Linked DNA regions of Mus musculus: regions 2 and 3 are each linked to region 1. The links are chromatin contacts, called in public HiCAR-type maps. All regions are on one chromosome and are shown on one strand. Each heading gives the region's core, a stretch centred on a gene start, on an enhancer-like site or on the middle of the called end of the contact. The rest is flanking DNA. Distances are from core to core; before and after follow the strand shown.

Evidence for each region. HiCAR-type assays count read pairs that join an accessible place to other places.
Region 2: a contact with region 1 is called in a HiCAR-type map of astrocytes, with 10 times the contacts expected there. The contact joins the promoter of Poc1b here to the promoter of 4930525C09Rik in region 1. A contact is called at or near these places in 8 of 39 promoter capture datasets (the 3T3-L1 cell line, 3T3-L1-derived adipocytes, cranial neural crest and 4 more), 2 of 15 datasets of contacts at CTCF or cohesin (the NIH/3T3 cell line and large pre-B cells), 7 of 484 Hi-C or Micro-C datasets (B cells, the F1.1 cell line, the G1E-ER4 cell line and 3 more) and 17 of 115 datasets of contacts at active chromatin or transcription factors (the 230-238 cell line, the NIH/3T3 cell line, astrocytes and 14 more).
Region 3: a HiCAR-type map of astrocytes shows a contact between it and region 1, with 2.4 times the contacts expected there. The contact joins the promoter of Btg1 here to the promoter of 4930525C09Rik in region 1. A contact is called at or near these places in 1 of 39 promoter capture datasets (cranial neural crest) and 1 of 115 datasets of contacts at active chromatin or transcription factors (astrocytes).

Annotation. Positions count from the first base shown.
Region 1 is chr10:97,713,020-97,716,515 of GRCm38.p6, reverse strand. It overlaps 4930525C09Rik (RIKEN cDNA 4930525C09 gene), which reads right to left and starts at 1,744. Exons shown (of 3, transcript NR_130993.1): 1 at 1,661-1,744; 2 at 1-252. All of the region lies in intron 4 of Gm10754 (predicted gene 10754), which reads left to right.
Region 2 is chr10:99,105,230-99,108,725 of GRCm38.p6, reverse strand. Poc1b (POC1 centriolar protein B) reads right to left here and starts at 1,644. Exons shown (of 12, transcript NM_027740.7): 1 at 1,503-1,644; 2 at 850-934. The coding sequence starts at 1,517. Galnt4 (polypeptide N-acetylgalactosaminyltransferase 4) reads right to left here and starts at 591. Exons shown (of 1, transcript NM_015737.4): 1 at 1-591. The coding sequence starts at 311.
Region 3 is chr10:96,615,278-96,618,773 of GRCm38.p6, reverse strand. Btg1 (BTG anti-proliferation factor 1) reads right to left here and starts at 1,773. Exons shown (of 2, transcript NM_007569.2): 1 at 1,302-1,773; 2 at 1-498. The coding sequence starts at 1,449. The coding sequence ends at 131.

The DNA.
Region 1 (3,496 bases), core at 495-2,994:
GTTCCCAGAGTCTGTGTCGTTGACTCTGTGCCATCTCAGCCCCAGCACCCAAGGGCACGTGGCGTCAGGTAGCAAGTAGTCCAGAGCACAGGCAACAGGTAGAGCCCGCTAGAGGACAGTTATGCTAGCTTCCTGTTTACAAGCATAACAGAGTATCGATAACGATGTCATGCATTGGTGCTTGTCCATGGGATGGGTTTCAAGTTGAGCTGGTTACTGGTTGGCCGTTTGTCAGTTCCTGTTGCGGAATTTCTTTTAGATAGGACAAATTTTGGGTCAAAGTTTTGTGTGTTGGTTGGGTTATCCCTCCACTGGAGATTCTACCTGGCTACAGGAGGGGGTGGGGCTTTTCAGGTTCCATGGCCACACTGTTGGCATCATGCATGAGGGTAGGGATTGGGGGGATCTTTAGGAAGTCCCAGAGATGTTAGATGGGGGAGGCTGTCAGGAATCAACAAAATTATCTTTTCGGTTGGGAGGCCACCACAACCTGTGGTGAACTGTACTAAAAGGTCACAAAATTAGGAAAGTTGAGAACCATGGATATAAAGGATCCTTGTTCCAGGAAGGCTCAGTATATGATCACAGAATTATTGATTAGAGTTAAAGATCAATGGGCTAGCAACACAAGGACCCAGTATGGAATACAGCTTATTCACATAAGGGTTAGCATCAGGCTATGGGGGTGGGGGGTGGGGGGTATTGTTCTCATGAGCATAACAGCACATACTGCATACTTGGGAATCTTCCAAGGCTGGCAAGGTTTTCAGAGGAGCATATTATCAAGGAATACAGAGAGCTGGGCAGAGCAGAGGGTGTGAGTGCCAGGGAAGCATCTTGAAAGGGGCCGGCCTGGCTTATAACTATTCTCAGTCCCCTTAAACTTGTCCTCCCTAAACACAGCCTCATTGTTCTCATAAACTGGACTCTGAACCTGCGGCTTCATGCTCTGAGAACCTTCTCTTGAAATGCCTGACAATCTTATCTTTTAATTTGTGTTGAAGGTATCCTCTGGTAAAGCCCTGGAGAATGGCCTAGGACATAGAAGCTTGCCCCGTCCTGTGCCTTCTTACCTCCACTTCCATGAGCCACTGCCTCCTCCACCCCTGAACAAAGGCTATTCCAACTTTCACTACATGCCTGGACATAAACTCACTCTCTCTGTCTCTCTCTCTCTCTCTCTCTCTCTGTCTCTCTGTCTCTGTCTCTCTCTCTCTCTCTCTCTCTCTCTCTCTCTCTCTCTCTCTGTGTCTGTGTGTGTGTGTGTGTCTGTGTGTGTGTGTGTGTGTGTGTCTGTGTGTGTGTTTCCCTCTCTTTATGAGTGTGTGAGGTGAGGATAACTGGAGTTGTGGGCCAAACAAGGGCATCTGTGAGAACTTTGCATTTGCCTGCCTGTGTTCATTCATATAACACAGCATTCACTGTTAAAATCCATGTGTGTCTGTGAGTGTGTGTGTCTCTGTGTATGTGTGTTTGTGCACATGTGTGTGTATATGTGTGTGTGCATATGTGGTGTGTGTGTCTGTGTGTATATTAATTTAAGAGATAAATCACAGAAGAAATAAAAAGCTTTCTCCCCTGTTCCTTTACATAGAACATTAGAGCTTTGTGCTGTCCCTCACAGATCCTGGGTCTGGACCCTGATATGAAGGATTCATACCTCACAGAGAAGAGCTAGAAACGGTGGTGCCAGTGAGCAGTGAGGCGGCACATCAGGGAGATAGGGAGAATGGATGGCTACCTTGAGGTTGCAGGGGCTGAGGGACTTTACATTCTGAGCAGTTGCCAAGGTAGCCTTTGTGAGAGACCGGGAGGGTGTCCCATCAAGGTTCCAAATGGAACCAGACCAAAGTTTTCATGATTGCCCTGAACATGACAATGATAACCCTCTTTCCTGACGAAGGCCCCTGCTGAGGGTACCAGACAGAAACACTGCAAGGGTCGTATAAGTTGGTACAGCAAATCCTTTTCAAGAGTCTATTTATAGAAACTTCGTTTTGAATCTGAAGCAGCCACTTATGTTGAATGCAGAGGAAACGTCAAGGTACAGCTAGGCAGAAGGAGCCACAGCGTGGCAGTGAAGTGCTTGGGTCGCATTTTAGTATATTCTGCTTTTGTTTTACTATTTAGGACGTTTAGCTAGAACCTTCATTTCCACTCCAGAACAGCCTAGAGTTCACTGTGTGGTAGAGAAGCGCCTTGAACTTTTGACTGTCCCGTTTCGTCCTCTCTAGAGCTGAGATTACAGACACGGGTTATTACACGGGGCTGCCTTTTCATTCTGTGAAGCTGGTTACCGCAAAAAAACTAGTGAGTTTTCAGCAGCAAAGGAAATAGCTCTCAGCTCTCCATTGTCAGTTACCAACTTTTCAACTGGGATATAAGGCCTTAGTTTCTTTTATGGTTCATTTAGAAAATGGGGTTTTGGGGTTCCTAGATGCTCGGGATGTAATGCATGTTAAGTTTCCTTGCAAATGACTATGATAATGCTGATACTTTAATTCAAATTCCTCCCACCACCCCCCCCCTTTACACGGGATAATAGGATGCATCAAAGCACTCTGTACTAGGTCTAAGAGAGGAAGTTACAGCCATGCATCCTCTAGGCCAGCTCCATGTCTCTTGAACCTGAAAGACTTAGGTGGAGCAGTGGGAAAGTCAAAACATGGCAAACAGAAGTGGAGAATTTACAAAGCAAAGTGGGAGAGACACAGGGTGAGAGTGAGCCACCTCAAAGATGTGGGCCATTAAAGGGAGAAGAGGATGAAAAGGAAAGAAATGTTTTCCTTTTTGTGAATTCTATGCAGGTTTTTATTCCACATCACTTCTACTTCCAAGTGGCTTGGCTGTTTTATATACTATTGTTTCTTCCTTTCAATATAGAAAAGTCTAACTAAACATACCTCAGGGTCTCTCCTTACTCAACCAGAAAATTGAGCACGTGAATGAAGAGTCACAGAAGAACACTAGAGGACGTGGTGAGATGGCTCAGAAGGTAAATGTGCTGGCTGATAAGGTGACCCCAGTTCTGACCCCTTAAACCCACGTGGGTAAAGGAAAGAACCTACTCCTACAGGTTGTGTTCTGACCTACACATACAAGCTATGCCCCCCTCTCATACACACACACACACACACACACACACACACACACACACAAAATAATGTAACACACACACAGTAATGTAATAAAACACTTTTGAAGGCTGAGAGGCCAACAAGAAAAATCCACTGTAAATCTAAAGAAAGTATTAATCACTGCATGCTTTATAAAAAGATCGTTGGGCATTTAGCCCAGAAACTCACATCCAAGTATAAAATTTCACAGCCTTTCCCACAATTAACAAAAATCTCAGCGTATATCCTTTTGACATATCATTTCTTATATGTATATTTGAGGTTTTTAAGGTAAATCAAATGCATTTTTATGGTTTCAGCAAATGGAAAGAAGACTTTAAAATCATGTTCATAGTGTGACTCGGTATTTGTACACACAG
Region 2 (3,496 bases), core at 395-2,894, 1.4 Mb before region 1:
ATGTTGATGGCATATCTCTCAATAAGTTCTTCTTGCTGCTTCAGTTCCCCCTCGTTGAGCTGGAGTTTGCTTGCTCTCCCCCATTCCCCAAGAGCATGGGAATCTGCAGGGGGCTTTATATAAAGAGGCTGAGACAAATCCTCTTCCCTTGTATCAAGGTCCGGGAGCCGCCTTGGCCCCAGCTCCCTGGCACCGCCGGCTCCTGGAGAGGCATACAAAGTGGAGACTGAGAACTCCACCAGAATATAAGCCAGTGTTAAAAGGGCCAGCAGCAGGCAGCTCTTGCCTGCCCAGGTCCACCTCACGGCCATCCGGATCCTCACGGGTCGTGTGTAGACGCGGCCACCGAGCCAGCACGCGGGGAAAGCGCCGCGGATCCTGAAGCTGGAGTTCCCGGCTCAGGTAGGGGCGAACTTCCGAGAAGGTTCCTCCTTTCATGTAGGCGCTCGGCTCCTTTCCGACACCGGAGTTTCCCAGGGGTCACTTGAGACCCCCTCGCTCCCCGGCCTCTGGTGGTGCTCAACTGGTCGGTCCCCACTTCCTCCTGCTCGTCTCAGAACTTTTCACAAACTCTCCAGCCAATACTCCACCCTCCTCGGGCCGATCACAAACCCCTCCCCTTCCCACTCACTCCTCCTGGTGGTTAGTTCACGAAAGTTGTCTGTCAGGCCGGGACCAGTCGAGTCCTTACCCAGCAAAGACCCAGGGACCCAGAGTGGCCGGGTACATCCCATCGCGCCTGGCTCACTCAGGCAGGGATGGAAGAAAGGCTTTCTGCCAAGTGAGCTTTGGTTACTGTCAGAAAAGGAAAGAAGAAAGAAAGGAAAAACAAAAACAAAAACAACTTACCAATTTGTTTGCAGTTGGGGCTGAAGTCAGCGGAGGTGATGGCAGCTTTGTGACCTTTAAAAGAACGTTCCAGAATCGGATCCTCCTAGGATGGAAAGTTGTTAGGTTTGAAAGCAGGTGCAGAATTCCAGCTCTCGACATCAGACGTCAACGTTGCCTGTCCCCCGGGATCGAAGAGGAGGACCCCGCAGCATCAGCGGGCAGCGAGAGAGGCGTGGGCATTACAACCCGGCTGAGAGGCTCGGGCACTGCCCCAGCTTCCATCCGGAGGGGTCCCCACCATCGGGAGGAACCCCCAGCCCAGGCACCAGGGCGAGCCGCCGAGGGACCCGCCCACCGCACCGAGCTGCAGATGCTCGCCGAAGCCTCCCGCGCTCTTTAAACCTCCCTGGTGATTCTGACGCAGGCGCGCCGCGGGAACCCAGCCGGCGAGTCCCGGAGCCAGCTCCGCCTCAGCCCCGAGCGCCGGGATCTCTCCGGGAGCAGCGCTCACCGCTCAACCCGGGCACGGCGTCCCGCTCCGGGGAGGTGAGCGAGCTGCGGAGCTCCGGGTCTCGGGGCTACCTCCCAGGCCTGCCAGACTCGGCGTGGTTCCCCTCCTCCCGGTCCCGCCGCCCAAGGATGATCGGCTCCGGTAGCGGCGGGGACCTTACCAGGCCGGAGGCCATGCGGGGAGCGGACGGCGCCCGGGGCCTTGGGGGACCAGGGAGGGGTGGGGACGAGGGGGGACCGTGCGGCGCCCGGAACCGTCAGACTGGAGTGCGGGCGCTTCCCGGTCACTACAACAACGGCGGCCCAATCAAAGCCCGCGCTCCAGGCGTGGCCAGACGAGCCCCGAGACGCCGCGCGCGCGCGCGCTGCCGACAGCCGAGAGCCTGGCGGGAGCGCGCCGCGGGGGGTCCGCCGCGCGCGCACACAGCGAGCCCCGCGAGCTTCGGAGGTAGCGGACTACCGGGTTGTTGTCGGGAAGCGGGTTGGGACTTGGAGAGAGAGAGAGATGTGATCGGTGGTGGCGAAGCGGAGGAGAGTCGGTGATCGATGCAATCAGGATTCTATTACACCTTAAAGAGAACGGCGCCCAACTCGGCTACTCCGGAGAGGGGAGCTTGGGTGCACAAGCTAGACAGTAACAGGACGTTGAGCGGGACTAAGTTCCTTGTGTTCAATTACTGGTTTTGCACGTACTATAGATACAAATGCTGGCAGCACATGATGGGTAATATTTTATTCACATGTTCACCCTGTTTTTCTTTATTCAATAGTATTCTATTATCTATTTGATTTATTCTGTTCTCAACCGCTTGTTTGCATATGCCTTATTAAACTCACACACACACCTGAAGTGGTCGGAAGACTTGGAAACTTTAAAGTTTCTAGACCACGTGGTTACAATAACGGTCCCCACTTTAGACTTTTTTTTTTCCCCACACATACTATCATTTGTGCTTCAGCAACAGGGTTTCAAAGCTAGAGAATGTTGTCGGTGGCAGTTTGTACATGGAAGGCCACATTTTGATGCTTCTTCATACCCCTCGACAACAAACAACAGCATTAAACCCTGCCCCGGAGCATAAAAGACTCAGCTGAAAATTACATACGGAACACAACTTCTTGGCAGTGGAATGTCGTGATAAACTGGTAAGGTACATGTTGTGTGTAAATAAAAAGTGTAGTAATTACAGGTTCCCTCGCTGTATTTGCGTTTAGTCTTAACCACTATATAGCAATTATGTAAGTGCAATACCGTATTAGTTTGACACATGGGTGGATGTTAAATATCTGTTATATGTTTGACACCAAGGGCTAAACTTTGTTATAAACAAAACAAACCCCTGAATGCCAACATAGTTCCCTCCCCTCAAGAACTTGGCACTGGGATGTAGCTCAGTTGGAGAGTGCCTAATGAACTAAACCCTTGCTTGTATTCCCAGCGCCCTCATCAACACAACCTGGCATCAGTAACTATAGCCCTGGGGAGGTGGAGGCAGGAGGATCAGAGGCATAAGGTTGTCCTTGGCTATACTGTGAGTTTGATGCCAGTCTAAGCTACATGAACTCTGTTAAGCAAATAAAAAACAGACGACAACCCTGCTGTATTCTACCTTAAGGAGTCTCATGTTTTAGTATAATTGATGCTAGTTGCCAAAGATGCTGATTCAGCATATATGGGGCAGAACCTAGAGCCCTACAGGTATAACAAACTGCTTAGGTTTTGCTATAGGAGTCTTGGCTGTGTACGTGGAAAATGTTGCTCTAATAGAGGAAGGGATGTGTTAAGGGTCTTGCTGTGATGGAGGGCAGTGGTGTAGGTCGGGGATAGAGAATATGGTTAACACAGAAAAACATGGATTTGATCTCCAGCACTCGAACACACAGAGTCAGTCTCCACTTCTCATATGTGTATGAGGCAGAGACAGAATGAAATGAGAATCGGTACCAGCAACCTGTGATTTTGCCATTCTATGTTTCCCTTTTAAAAAAATGTTTAGTTTTGGATGCCAATTAAACATAAAAGTGGTATGGAATTGTGGGAAAAAACAGTACGGCATTTACTCAGAAATGAAATAATTTACTCATGATCCAGCAAGACAGGGACCAAACATCTGTATTCACTAGAGTTTGCAGCCTTAGAAGCAGCAGGCAAAAA
Region 3 (3,496 bases), core at 524-3,023, 1.1 Mb after region 1:
CTTGTGCCAGATCTTCACAGCTGTGACATGGTTTAAATTCCATAATCCATCCCCAAGAGGAGCCCACCCAAAGCAAAAAAAATCAAATTCATCCATCCATTATAAGATGATCCATCCAATAGACTATATCTTAACCTGATACAGTCATCATATTGTAGTTTTTGGAAGGGCTTGTTCTGCCCAAGAGAAGTTCCTCCTTACAGCTGATTCTGCTGTCTACCATTTGCACGTTGGTGCTGTTTTGAGTGCTACCTCCTGCTGGTGAGGCTTCGTACAGCACGCAGATGGAGCCATCCTCTCCAATCCGGTAGGACACTTCGTAGGGGTCAACCCAGAGTGTGAGTTCACTTGGGAGAAGCCTGAACAACTCCTGACTGCTCAGTCCAATCCGCTGGGCTGCCTGTCCAATCAGAGGATCCATCTTATGGTTGATGCGAATACAACGGTAACCTGATCCCTTGCACGGCTTTTCTGGGAACCAGTGATGTTTGTAATGTTCTGTGGAAGAAAAGAACAGAGAAACAATGCTCAGGACGGTAGTCAACGCAGCCGTACCGTAGCGTACTTTCCTCCTCCTGCTGCTAGCTTCTTAGCGAAGCGAAAATGAAAACCACCAACTTTCACAAATGTCCGGGACCGAATTCGCTGTCGTGAGACAGAATAGAGAAAGCAAAGACACTGTGGCAAACACTGTCCGGGTACTGACCGGTTGAGCCGCCAAAACAGGAATCCCGCGCGCAGCCCTGGATGGCCAACTAGCTGGATGGCACAGGCAAGCGGGCGGGAACCTGTTTACTTTCTCCACCCCAACGGGGTCCCATACAATAGACTTTATGGAACTGGTGGGGGGTGGGGGCAAGACAACGCCACTATGGCCAGTTAACCCCAAAGGGAAGAAAACCCAAGAAACCTTAAACCAAGATCTGGGTTGGGTTGTAATTGTACCGGTGACAAATCCGATGATTAATGGGCAAGAGGCACAGGAGGTGCGGAGACCTGGCACGTCCGTCCCGGGCCGGCTCCGAAACACAGAGGCGACAAGCCACCCAGGGGCTCAGCCGCAGACTCTCGCAACGGTCGCGGCGACCCGGCAGAGGAGACCGACGGGACTCCGGGCCCTGGGTCTTTTGTCCCCCGCGACCGGCCGGTAGCCGTCGGGGCGCAGCTCCGCGTCGCCCCGCTTCGGATCCTTTGTTGTGCGTGTCGCGGCGCCCCGCCGCCCAGCTCCCCCCCCCTCCCCCAGCCACGACCGGGACGCGCCCGTTAGTGGCGACCCGCGACGGTCCCCGCGCCCCGCTCACCTGCCAGCAGCTCCTGCAGGCTCTGGCTGAAAGTCTGCAGCTGTCGCTCGCTCGTGAGCCCCTTGGTGCGGAGGAACTTGGAGATGAAGGACACCGCGGCGGCGATCTCGCCTATCATGGTGGCGGCCCGGGTGTAGAAGGGATGCATGGGGGCGGCGGCCGGGGGTGGCCCGGGGCGGCCGGGGCTCGGCCCCGACGGCGAAGCGGCCACCCCGGGCTCTCGCCCAGACCCGACGGCCGAGAGGAAGCGAGGGCGCGAGGCGCGGACGGCTACTGGTTCTAGGGGATTTTTTTTCTTTCCTTTAGAGTAAAAAAGTTATTTTCAAGCCAGGAGGCGGCAGGAGAGACAGAGAGAGACGAGCGATGGCGGCCTGGTCACATCGCTCGGACCTCCCCAGCCGCCTCCGCCTCCAGCTCGGTAGCCTCCGAGGATCCCGAGAGTTGCATTTCCAGCTCCGAGGGGCGAAGAGCTGCCGCCGCCGTGCAGCTCATTTTATAGGGCTGCGGAAAGGAAGTGGCGTACCCGGGGCGTGAGGGCGGACGCCAGCCAATCCGGAGATCGCACCATTGTGACGCAGGCAGATTCGGGGCTGGAGGGGGCGGGAGAAAGGCCGCCAGGGGGCGTGCCCAGAGGCCGGGATGAGAGGGAGGAGCTGACGTAATCTGCTTGTAAACAAATAAACCCCCCGAGTGGCAGCCTGAGACTCCGGAGCGGTGGAGGGCGGAGAAAGAAGCCAAGGAGGCGCGTGTGAAAGCTCCGCCCCCGAGCTAGCTCCGCCCCCGGTTCGGGCCAGCGGGGACCCTCCAGTCCCCGAGCGGGCTCCGGGTTCCTCACTTACTGCGGTGTGGCTGGAACCTCAGGACTGAGGTTCGGTCTCCGCAGCCCCAGTCCTTTGCGTACCCCATGTTTACATCTGAGCCCAGTTCCAGCCGGCTTGGCTGGCAGCCCTGGCGGGAGGAGCGTGCGGTGGCGGAGACTAAGGCTCCGCTAGGGAATGGAAGGAAGGACTCGCTCCCTGGAGCTATCCTGCGGCTTAATCCAAGCCATTGCCCCTAGGGTTTGCAGAACCCCGGGGGGCTGGGGGGGGGGAGAAGATGAGCCTTGAAACTCATAAAAATCTGCATATGTATTTTAGAAAGGCACAACAAATTCGTTTTTCTAGTTCAAGTGATGTCAGAACTTTAGAGTTGTGCTGCTGTTGACACATAAGATAAAACTTTAAGCTTGTCGAGAGTGTTAAGCATAGACACCCATATTTACTGGCAAAGACGGTTGTAAACAGCCTAGAAAAAAAGGAAAGCATGAGCCTGCTAAAACTATTAGACCCAAAATAGGGTTAACCCAACTCTCTTAAAGTAGGAGAAGGGAGAGAAAACAATGAAGTCCAGGCAGGAAGAAGAAAGCAAACAAGAGGCAGAAGTTGAACTCTACCAGATGGAAATAAATATTTAGAGTTTAGTTGGTCATCAGATGCAATACACACCACTTTAAAATATATATATGTGTGTGTGTGTGTGTGTGTGTGTGTGTGTGTGTGTGTGTGTATGGAGCTAGAGGAGAAACAAGAGGATAATTGGTTCTGAAATTAATTTGAAAAGGTGACCTATACATCATTTATCATTAATATACAATACTTAAGTACCCACATATTATCTAAAGATAATGTTAGAAAGCACTTCAGAAAGTATCAAGTTTTTTTTTATAATAAACTGAATCAAAAAATAACATCTTTGTGCATGTGTGTGTGTGCGTGTGCGTGTGCGTGTGCGTGTGCGTGTGTGTGTGTGTGTGTGTGTGAATTGTCAGATAGGACTTTCTGAAAACAGACGCAGGGTTTTGACTGGAGGCTCATCTTACCATCCCGGAAGATAAAGAACCAAAAGTGAGTCCTTGAACCATAGGCTATCAAGAGGTCTGCATCTCTCTCTCCCACCCGCCTCCCCACGCGTTCTGTCCTTTCCAGTCTGGATTAGGAAGAGAATAAAACTGTCTCCTTTGCCTGTGACTGTGAATCCCATCCCAGTGACTCAGAGTATAAACAGACTCCTCTACAAAGCAAAAATAACGAACAAAGCTAACAAAATACTGAAGTTTGAACCGGGACATCTCCCAATTCCTGATTCTCTCCACAAACTTCACTGCCTTCCCAGACATCATCAGGCCCTCATCTGAAAACTTTAAGATTAGCTCAAGG